Linked DNA regions of Zea mays: region 1 is linked to region 2. A link is a contact called in public Hi-C data. All regions are on one chromosome and are shown on one strand. Each heading gives the region's core, a stretch centred on a gene start, on an enhancer-like site or on the middle of the called end of the contact. The rest is flanking DNA. Distances are from core to core; before and after follow the strand shown. Region 1 holds the start of LOC100192639. Region 2 holds the start of LOC100217092 (nuclear ribonuclease Z).

What was found. Hi-C and Micro-C count contacts between places; a contact is called where the count stands out from the background.
Region 1: a contact with region 2 is called in a Hi-C map of tassel, with 6 times the contacts expected there. The contact joins the promoter of LOC100192639 here to the promoter of LOC100217092 in region 2. A contact is called at or near these places in 4 of 25 Hi-C or Micro-C datasets (ear, endosperm, root tip and 1 more).

The regions. Positions count from the first base shown.
Region 1 is chr7:137,409,148-137,414,560 of Zm-B73-REFERENCE-NAM-5.0, reverse strand. It overlaps LOC100192639, which reads right to left and starts at 3,531. Exons shown (of 12, transcript NM_001137853.1): 1 at 3,352-3,531; 2 at 3,169-3,230; 3 at 2,749-2,817; 4 at 2,526-2,607; 5 at 2,052-2,122; 6 at 1,279-1,380; 7 at 1,117-1,206. The coding sequence starts at 3,406. It overlaps LOC100281751, which reads left to right and starts at 3,687. Exons shown (of 6, transcript NM_001154671.1): 1 at 3,687-4,327. The coding sequence starts at 3,929.
Region 2 is chr7:137,201,265-137,206,616 of Zm-B73-REFERENCE-NAM-5.0, reverse strand. LOC100217092 (nuclear ribonuclease Z) reads left to right here and starts at 1,452. Exons shown (of 10, transcript NM_001143461.1): 1 at 1,452-1,926; 2 at 2,124-2,286; 3 at 2,364-2,434; 4 at 2,528-2,623; 5 at 2,707-2,820; 6 at 2,987-3,055; 7 at 3,175-3,249; 8 at 3,347-3,394; 9 at 3,708-3,857; 10 at 4,093-4,563. The coding sequence starts at 1,531. The coding sequence ends at 4,389.

The DNA.
Region 1 (5,413 bases), core at 2,282-4,781, 210 kb before region 2:
CCGTTTGGTTGAAAGGTCTATATGTTGAGTTTTGTGGAGATACATCTTGTATTACATTGTTCTGTGACAGTCAGAGTGCTATTTGTCTCACAAAGGATCAAATGTTTCATGAGAGGACAAAGCACATTGATATTAAGTACCATTATATCCGGGAAATAATTGCAGAAGGTAAATTGAGGATATGCAAGATCAGTACACATTTCAATCCAACTGATATGATGACTAAACCTATTCCTAGAGCTAAGTTTGAGCTTTGCTCGAACTTAGTTGGTATAATTGCTTAGCCCTAGTGGCTATGTTGGCACCAAAACTTTATTCCTTCTATTATTCAGAAAGTTGTCTACAAGTTATGGCTACAAGATGAAATTTGACTCAAGGTGGAGATTGTTGAGTTTGTGATACAAATTCTGCATATGGAGACCGCGTTAGCGAGCGGAGGGGAAGCCCGCCCATCGGCAAGCAGCCCTGCACGCCAGGGGGTGCGAGGGGCGGAGTCCCCACGGTATATATTGGTGATACTAATTAGGGTTCGCACTTTTGCAGTGCGTCATTAGTTTTACTCCTCTTGTAACCGCCGAACAAGGACGACGTTTTGTAAACACTCCACATATAGTGAAGGTTTCGCCTAGCCGGTGCTCGTGGTTTTTCCCTTCGCATTGAAGGGTTTTCCACATAAATCTGTGTGTCGTGCTCTGTGGTTTGTTGGTTGATCTACTTCGTTTTGTCTGTCGATTCTGCTAACAAGACTAACAAGTAGGCCCCATGTGTCAGTGAGAGAGAAGAGAAAGGGGGCAACGGGCAACCTTGTCCACACGGATATATGATACCCTCCATACGCATGACAGGGGTCTCAAGTCGTCTCCAGACATACATAATGGTGTATCTCAAAATATGCAGAGTTCCAAGGCAGTAGCATAGTTTCTTGAATAGTAATGGTGCTCTTCAAAAACTGCAAAATTATAATGGCACATATCTAACTAAACCTATTAAAAAGGATGAACATCGATGCTCAGGCACATGACACAACAGCCTTTTAGGATGCCCATGTGGGTATCAAGCAAAGGTCATAATATTACTGCCCATGAGGCAGGGGTGACATAGTTAAAATGAACGAACCTCATTTCTAATAGCTTTGGAGACCTCTACTTGTTCATCCATTTTGCCATCCAAATTCTCAAGCCGTTGAGTTAGATGTCTTTTTGTTGCCTGAAATTAGTTGCGCTTATACAGATGACAGATGCTGAAGTAAATTGAAATGATGTTGGGAACAGAGCATACAGCTAGTGCTGATGAAACTTGCTCCAACTGCTTTGACATGCTCTGAACAGCATTTGCCATGTTGTGTTTTGTGACAAACATGACATCTGAGAGAGACAACCCCTGCATGATGTTATTAACATGTAAGAAAGCCTATTCAGATGAGTGAAATGGTCATGCTGACTGCGACATGTTACTAAATGAAAAAATATATATATTTCAACTTGGCGTTGTCATTATGATTTGAAACATCTGATGGTATTGCCTCTAAGTCTAGTGGATCAGAAAAACAATATTATTAGAACCAAAGTGCCCATCAACTGTCAACTCTAAAACATGAGACTTGATTGGATATTCCATAGCCAACCAGGAAGATGTTATTATAGAATTAATCTAGAGGATTTATGCATGGTGTCCACATCGATGAGTACTAACTATTCAGTTACTATTACTAATGTCCAATTACATGTCCACATGGATGAGTACCACTTTTACACCTGCATTCACATAAGAGTACAAGACTCTACTGGAACTGAATGTGGTAGCATCAGTGAGAAACGATGAACTTCCTTATCTATAACAAATATCATAGTTTTTAGTACTCAGACAACAAAACAGATCAGAATAGCTAAACTAAAAAAAATATGCATGTTTTTTTACTTTCTTTTATTCATTTACTAACTCAATAAATGTTAACTTGAAGCTAAAAAACACAGACAACTAGTGGACAAAAGGAGTAGAGAATAAAGAAAATTCACAATCAACTAATCAAGGACATAGATTTTGCATTTTACCTTCCACCACATGTAGCAATAACCCATTGCTCCAACTGCTGCTGCTGGCAGTATGTAGGATGATAAACTGCCTGAGAAGGAACAAGCAAATAACTGGTAAAATAATATAAAACCCGAATACACCAATAGCATTTACCCACTTTATAGTAAACTCTACAAGCTAAGAATCAACATGTATGCAATTCCATAATAATCGGGCATCATCTATCACTCATTGCTAACTTCAGCACTGAACATGATTTCAAGAGTTTTTAGCAGAACTACTATGCGGGTGATCTCCTTTCAGATGTAGATGGTTTAGAAGTGTACATAAGCTTGCAGGGGCTTAAGGAACTGTTTATTTAATCTTCTGTGAGCACGAACATCCATAGAAGAACTATCTGAACTGAAGCTAAAGATTTGCATGAAATGGTAATTTGTACACATTAAGTGCATCATGCAAACAGAACGAGTACACAGTGAAACGATACAGACCTCCCGAGTCAGATTTGCCATTCAGTATGGTAATGGGCTTTGACAATGTCAAATCTCTGACTTCTTGCGCTAAATTCCGAATCTAATATCAAGCACGAGCATGCAAAGTTAAGTAGAAATGAATAATTTTACCGAGATGGAAAGAAGCAAGAGAAACTTCTAAGCAGATGCTGACACTGAGATAGTGAGATGTAAGATGTATTCCATATGAGGAAGAGCATACCTGAGCTTGAATAAGTGCAATGTCATAGGGACCCGAAGAAGTTCCTTGATTTACACCCTTCATAATCTCCTAGAAACACAAAAGGTACATCATTGCCTTAAATAAACATTTACTAGGAAGTTTCAGAGCATACCATCAAAATCTGTATGATATGTATCAGGAATCACTAACTAGTGAAGCATAAGTTATGGTACGCAAAACTTCCGAGTGCCAATTGGGCGTTGATGTAATTTTATCACATGGTGTTAATCACATCCACATATAGACAGAATCAACGCTTCTAGTACCCCATCGCCAAGTCATTCAAAAAATATCAGGTATCAGCTATCTGACAACGCTCAACTATCCAAACCGTATGAAAGTGCGTGTAATCAAAATGAACATATTTTTTTCGGGGTTGGGTGTGGGGGGTATACCGACCTGGAGTTCTCCCAACACATCAGATAAGCGGCCATTCCGCAGCAGGATCGAGCCCGTCATCCCTGCGAGGACACCATTTCACCACGTAAGGTGTCGAAACAACAGCCGATTGGGGAAAATAGCATCAAATCCGAGAGAGATTTGATGGGGGCGAGAGGTCGATGGCGGTGATGAGAAGAGGACCTGCACCGACGAGGATGAGGACCTTGGAGGTCGCGACCCCCGTCTGCATCGCCATGCCTCACCGCTCTCGCGCTTCACCGGCACGCCTCTGGATGATTCTAGAAGGGGCGGCGAGTAGAACGAGGAGGAGGAGGCGGTCGGATGTCGGAAGCTTCAGGAACAGGAAGGGGAAAGCTCCCGAGCAACCGAGCGAGAAGGGTGCCTGGACCCGGGACCGGGACCTGAGAATTTCGTGTGTCACAAACAAACAGGGTGAACCAGTTGTGAAATGGGACCACGTGTCAGTGAAGAGGTGAGTAGTAGTATTTGTGAGTTGTGACTCGAGAAATGCCGCTGCGGGCTGCGGCCTAGCCACAGCCACGTCAGCAATGTCGAAAGTCGAAACCAACCCCACTCCACGTCTCCCCCAGGAGAAGCGACCATTCAAAGCCGCCGGGAGCTCGGCGTCACCGCCGCGAGCTCGACACCTCGACACCTCGTGCCGCCGCAGCGCTTGCTTTCGTCCCCCTTACGCCACTCCCACTTGGCCACTTCAGCCACCATCTCCCTGAAGCTAGTGGCTAACCTCCTCACCGCCATGGGCACCCCTCTCCTCATCCCCCTTCTCGTCACCCTCCAGCTGTTCACTACCTCCTCCCCCGCGGTCGCGTCGTCACACATCTCCGCCATCATCTCGCAGTCGGGCCTCGACTTCGCCAAGGACCTGCTCGTATCCCATGCCGTTGCGACCCTCACGCCCATGAACGTGCCGGACATCGAGAGGACCATGAGCATACCCCTCGTGGGCACCGTCCGCATGGCCGCATCCGGGATTGTGCTCCACGGCCTCGCCGTCACCAACTCCACCGTCGCTGTGGGGGACGCGGGTGTTGTCGTGGCCGCCTCGTTGGCCAGCGCGAACCTCACCATGGAGTGGAACTACTCGTATGACGCCTGGATTGTGACCATATCCGACAGCGGGAATGCTTCGGTCCAGGTATAAATGAGGGGAACATATACTGTGCAGTCATATTAGTGCAACCGTGCAATTAAGCAATGATGCATCGATCCAATCAAAATCCAACTATGATTGCTATTTTAGGTGGAACATGGTTAGATGCAAAACAGTCCTGTTTGGTTGATATTCGATATTCCATCAGTTATGTTCCCCAAGGCGTGGCTTGCTGATTGGTGGCTGTTAATTGAATCATAAGATACTGCCCGTTTTTTTAATATACTGAGTAGGAGATATACGCATCTTTTATGCTATTAAGTATAGACTGATCGCGCGACACTTGAATTTTGGAATATCTATTTTCTGTCAGATGTCAGAAGTAGAATCAATTATCTTAGAAGTGGGTGCTAATTCACACCTATTACTATATTTAAAATGGGATTAATATAAACACTCTATTTTTCTCGAAAGCGCAAGAGAGCTGCGCGAAAATATATTAAGAAGAAGTAAAAGGTCCAAAAGGACCCCAAGATACAGATAAGGCCGACCTACGGCGGCCAATAACAAGCATAAATGAAACCATCCATGACAAAAACACTGCTACCAGAACAGCACTACATCTATCTAGCTAACAGGTAGACCTGGGATAGGGGCAGTAAGCAAGGACAGCTTCTTTGCACCAGCCATAACCCAAAGATCAATCTCCAAACCAACACTTCTAATAGCAACAGCAACACTAGGACTCTTATTGTCAAAAACGTAGCCATTGCGATGTTTCCAAAGGGTCCAAACACCAAGAATGACAAGAGAATTAAGACCATTTCTTGCAATCCCAGGAGTCTTGGTGATCAAGTCTTGCCACCAATCCATAAAAACCTCTTCACAGGACTGATGGGCCAAGTGTTGTAGATTTACAAGAAGAAGCAGCTTGAACCAAAATTCTCTAGCAAAAACGCAGCCCAGCAGCATATGATTTAAGGTTTCCTGATCCTGATCACATAATGGACATCTCTCCGGATGATCCATACCTCTTCTTTGCAACCTATCAGCTGTCCACACCTTCTTGTGAGCGACCAACCACATGAAAAATTTAGATTTCGGAGGAGCCCAAGTCTTCCAAATTATATG
Region 2 (5,352 bases), core at 203-2,702:
GGAGCTCCGCCTTGCCCGACCCTAGGCCTCGGCCTCAGCCTCGGCCTCGGGAGAAGGACTTCGCCTCGCCCGACCCTGGGCCTCGGCCTCAACCTCGGCCTCGGGAGAAGGTCTCTGCCTCACCCGACCCTGGGCCTCGGCCTCAGAGGAGTCGTCGCCTCGCCCGACCTCGGCCCCGTATCAACTACGCTACTAGGGACCCATCATTACCCTACCCCTAGCTAGCCGCCTCAGGCTACGAAGGAACAAGACCAGTGTCCCATCTAAGTTACTCCGGTAACAGGTAATGATGGTTCCCCGTGTGCGCCCATGACGTCGGGTGCTCTCAAACCCCCTACAGAAGCAAGGAAACGTCAGCAAGATCCATGCCGCACCGCCAGCTATGCTTCTACAGGGCACAAGGCACTTCTCCGACGGCCACGTTGGTACATCTACAGGGCTCAAGGCACTTCTCCGACGGCCACGTTATTACCTGTACAGGGCTCAAGGCACTTCCCTGCCAGCCACGTTAGCACATAGCTACACCCCCATTGTACAGCTGGGCATCTCCTTGTATCTATAAAAAGGGATGTCCAGGGCCCCATGGAAAGGGAGGAGCGGGAGGGGGAGAGACGAACGCGCGACGTACGAACACACGGACGCGCGATGCAGACGAGCGGAGGCAGGCAGAGTAGGAGAGACGCGGTAGAGGCAGCCTCAGACAGCTCGCCTCAAGGTCGAACCCTCTCTTTTTCTCTCTCTCGTTCTCGCTCTCCCGTAACGCTTGTAACCCCTACTACGAGCACCCCGGTGCAAGATAACATAAGCATTATTTCCCTCTTATGTTCCATCTTGCATCAAACCATCTGGGCAGGGACACGCAGCAACAAATTCACTAGTCGGTCCGGTTGAGGGTCCCCCGGGTCCGAAACACCGACAGGTTGAGGTTCGTGTTCAGTACACCTTTATCTTTCATCAATGCGCTTGTGTCACCCTCCATCATGTATGAGTATGTACTAGACGTGTTGTCTTATCCTTTCTGATACGTGGGTTGTTATTATTGAGACTCTGTTGTCATGCCCCCTTGGCACTATAAGCATGGCGTAAATATAGGTCTTGTTGGAGACGGTGTACGACTACCTACACCAACTTACTTAATCTCGTCATATATTTAAACTAAGGAACAATTGGATCTATACCATTAAAAGATCCAAACTTTAGATATATACCATGGACTCCACATGTCATTGACTCATGTGGACCCATTTGTAAGTGAGATAGTAATGGTATGGATCCAAAGTGGTGATCTTTTAATGGTATGGATCCAAATTTCCCTTAAACTAACGGTGTAACGATATGCACTCAACTACAGCGAGGCTAGCAGATATTGCAACAATACAGGGGCGGCGATGCAAATACAACTCGTTATCCTCCAGCATGCTCTGGAGCTCACCGTCTCACCGAGTCCAAAACCCAGAACCCCGCGGTCCCGACTCTCGCCATCGGCGACTCGCCACCGTTCATCCCGCCTCCCGAATTCGCAGCTTGTAAATGGTTACCGCCTCTCTCTTCTCCCTCCCATCGCTCCGTGTCCTCTCCCGCACCTCTGCCCATGGCCCCCGGTTCCAGATCCTCGCCGCTAGGAAGCCAGTGGAGTCCTCCACCGCCACCAGCGGCAGCCGCAGAGGCGGAAGCAAGGGGGCTGGGCTTCTGTCGGTGTTGGACCGCGCGATGGCGGACGAGGAGGAGTACCGGCGCGCGCGCGCCCAGGTGCAGCGCAAGGGCGTGGAGGTGGAAGGGTACGCCATCGAAGGGATCTCGGTGGGCGGGCACGAGACCTGCATCACCGTGCCGTCGCTGAACGTGGCGTTCGACATCGGCCGCGGGCCGCAGTTCGCCGTCAGCCAGGACTATCTCTTTATCACCCACGCCCACCTCGACCACATCGTGAGCGCCACGGGCCCTGTTTTCATATTTGCAGGCTCTATTTCTGCTTTTGCTTTGTTTGCTTATACACCTCTAACACCTAAGGTTTACATGCGCCATTGCTAAGTCCAGCTCTTACAAAACTACTATAAAACTATTAATGACGCACTGATGATTACCACAATACCACATCAATTTCTGCTGTGCTGATCGTGCAGGGTGGTCTTCCAATGTACATAGCTACCCGTGGCCTCTACAACTTGAAGCCTCCTACTGTGTTTGTACCACCCTGCATCAGGGATGATGTCGAGGATCTGCTTCAAGTCCATCGTAGAACGAGTCAAATTGAGCTAAAAGTTGAATTAGTTGCACTAGATTTGGGTATGGATATTGCTTCATTACTGATTTGTATTTTTTGCTGCTTGTTTGTTTCCTTATAATGCAACGACTTCTTTCAGGAGAGACATATGAAATACGTAATGATCTTGTTGCCAGGCCATTTCAAACGTACCACACTATACCCAGCCAGGTACTTCTTCTTAGAGCTAGCAGACATTTATTTTTTGTTATTTGTCACGATTTAATGCCTATTGATATTATCCATCCCATGAACGGTGTAAAGGGTTATGTCATCTACTCTATTCGAAGAAAGTTGAAAAAACAGTATGCTCATTTGAAGGGTAGTCAAATAATGAAACTGAAGCAATCAGGAACCGAGGTGAGCTGTGAGGTGCTTTGAAACTGGACCCTATTGCTTAGGAATATCTCCCACATGGTATTCACAACATGTTTTAATATTAGATTACGGATACCATACTGTACCCAGAAGTTGCCTTCACAGGAGATACAAAGTCTGATTTTATTCTTGACCCAAGAAATGCAGATGCCTTGAGAGCAAAGGTTCTCATAACTGAGGTATTGTGTCTTTACACATCCAGTATTTGTTCTTACATACTGTAAATGAAGAAATAATTGCACTAGCCTGTTCATCAGATGTACTTCAAATATGAAACATGAAGAACAATTTGAAGTTCTTCGCGTTTTTTTATTATTGGTACCAACATAGTTTTGCACTCTTCAGGCAACGTTCCTAGATGACCATGTTGATGTTGAGCATGCTAGGGAACATGGCCACATGCATCTTTCTGAGGTGACAATTTATGTGCCATTACTCCCTCAACCTGCCGATGAGGCTTTTGGAACTCCTGATGAATATAAGAAATTATTACTGTTTTAGTTGCTAACTGACACCCACTATGTCGTGTATAGATAATGGAGCATTTCCAGTGGTTCAGGAACGAAACAATCGTACTCACTCATTTCTCAAATCGATATAGTCTTGAGGTATGTAGCCAACCCATGAAATTTGTCAATGGTCACTAATCTGACCCAAACCATTGTCAATTGCACCACTAATCTGACCCAAATTATGATTTTGTAGGATATTCGCCAGGCTGTTTCCAGGCTACAACCTAAGCTAAATTCAAAGGTTGTTGCTCTAACAGAAGGCTTCAAATCTGATTATAGATAAGTGTATATAAGTAGAACAGCTTGTGTTTCTCTTTCTAGCCCTGATTTACTGAATGTATGTTAACATCAGGAACCGATTAATTTGTTAAAGAAAAAAAGGTGCCTACTTAAGTACTTATAGATATGTCTGTTGTGTGCTCAACTGTAATTCCATTATTATTTATCTATTTATTTCCTGTCCGAAGTTCAGAACTTTGTACAGCTAATTGAACATTTTGACAAGAAAGGTACTTGCACAAGTTGGAGATCTGTAAAACATAAAATTTTCTCAGACATTCTCCAGTTTCCAAAACAAGGTGGAAGAACCGTGTATTACAATGCTTTGGGGAACTGGACAGCGGGATACGCAAAGTGCATATACTCATGCTCATGGAGTCCTGCATAGAATGGAATATGATCGACAGGCCCTGAAGTGGCATATGGTACATTCCAAGCAACCATCTATGCAGTGACTAGTGTTTTTTTCTCTCTGTGTCACTCATTTCTTCTAGCCGTCTTGACTAGTTTCTTTGGATCAACTTCTTCACTTACATCCTCTGTGGACTCATCATCAGTGGAGTACTCATCAGGATCTTTGCGCGCCGGGATGATGAAGACATCAGATTCGTCAGGCAACCTGAAGCTAACCCTCCTGACAATGCTGTTCTGGCTTCTCAGGGACATCCGATCAATGGAGAAGCTCTCCCTGACGTTTGGAGAGTTGTTTTCGTAAGCGCAGTCCATGTTAAGTGGGCAGACCTTCGGAGAATGCCTCCGAGGAGATGGCGCCCCAGGTGCATCGCCATCGATGCTCTGTGGAGAATACAGGATGTCTTCAAGAGTGCCTTGCCTTGCTTCTGCCCTGCTCCTGGTCCTGACCGTGTTGGTCTCACGGCGACGCGGCTTCCCTTCCAGGCACCTGGGCTTCATCCTGTCCACGATGGATCTCACATAGCAAGAACCACAGCTCTGTGAGCCCATCTTTTTCCCCTCCTATCGTGGATGCTAGATGGAACTGTATGCCTTGAGCATTCGTGGCAGTGCTCTCCTAAATACATATTTATAGGTAGGGCATGCACATTTGCTTAGTACAATTGAGCATTGGAAAATAAGTAACTTAACTAAATTATCGTCCACTTAGATTATGACAAACCTTGTTCATGTCAAACCGGGACAGGCCATGATGATTAGAGCAAAGACTCGTGAAAGAGACAGAGGTCACTTGGTTTGGATGGGATTCGGCAAGTCCATTAGTTTTTAAAGTGGAAAAATTCATACATAGTTCTGGTGGTGTTATTGGTGTCATTGTTTGCTCCCTTGATGCCACCTAGGCAGTAACGGAGTATGTAGAAGAGCTACTTGGATCTGCGACAAGAAAAATGTGTATGGTAGTGGTAGTACGCAACTATGAAAGTTTGTCGTTTCATGTGTCTAGCATATTGCGATTGTATCTGTATTGGAAGTCCAAGTGACGCAGGGAACCCATAGGATATCTCCAGTTTATCCCGCTGTTCCTTTGCACTGCATAAAGGATGATACCTAGGAACAGAGCGTCCAAAATATAGGTCCGTCTGCAATGTCTTTGCATCGTTGTTCTTTTTTGTGCTACTTGTGTCGTATATGGACATACGTAGAACTGTGAAACCTTTACAAGTGGAAGCAATTTGGATCCGATGTATCTGAGTCGCGTCTTCTGGGCATGTCTCGTTGGAGTTTTCTGTCCCTGTTAGAATTTTGCGATTTTTTAGCATGCTGAACTCCTTGTGTGACTTGATTTTTTTTTGACAAGAGGATCACCCTATTTCTATTATATCATAACAGAAATACAAAAGTTTTTCTGATGCACATATGGCAAACAACGACATCACCTGGTCTGATCAGAGAATCTGATTCAGATTACAAATGCATGTAGCCATGTTTTGTTGAATTGCTAGTCCA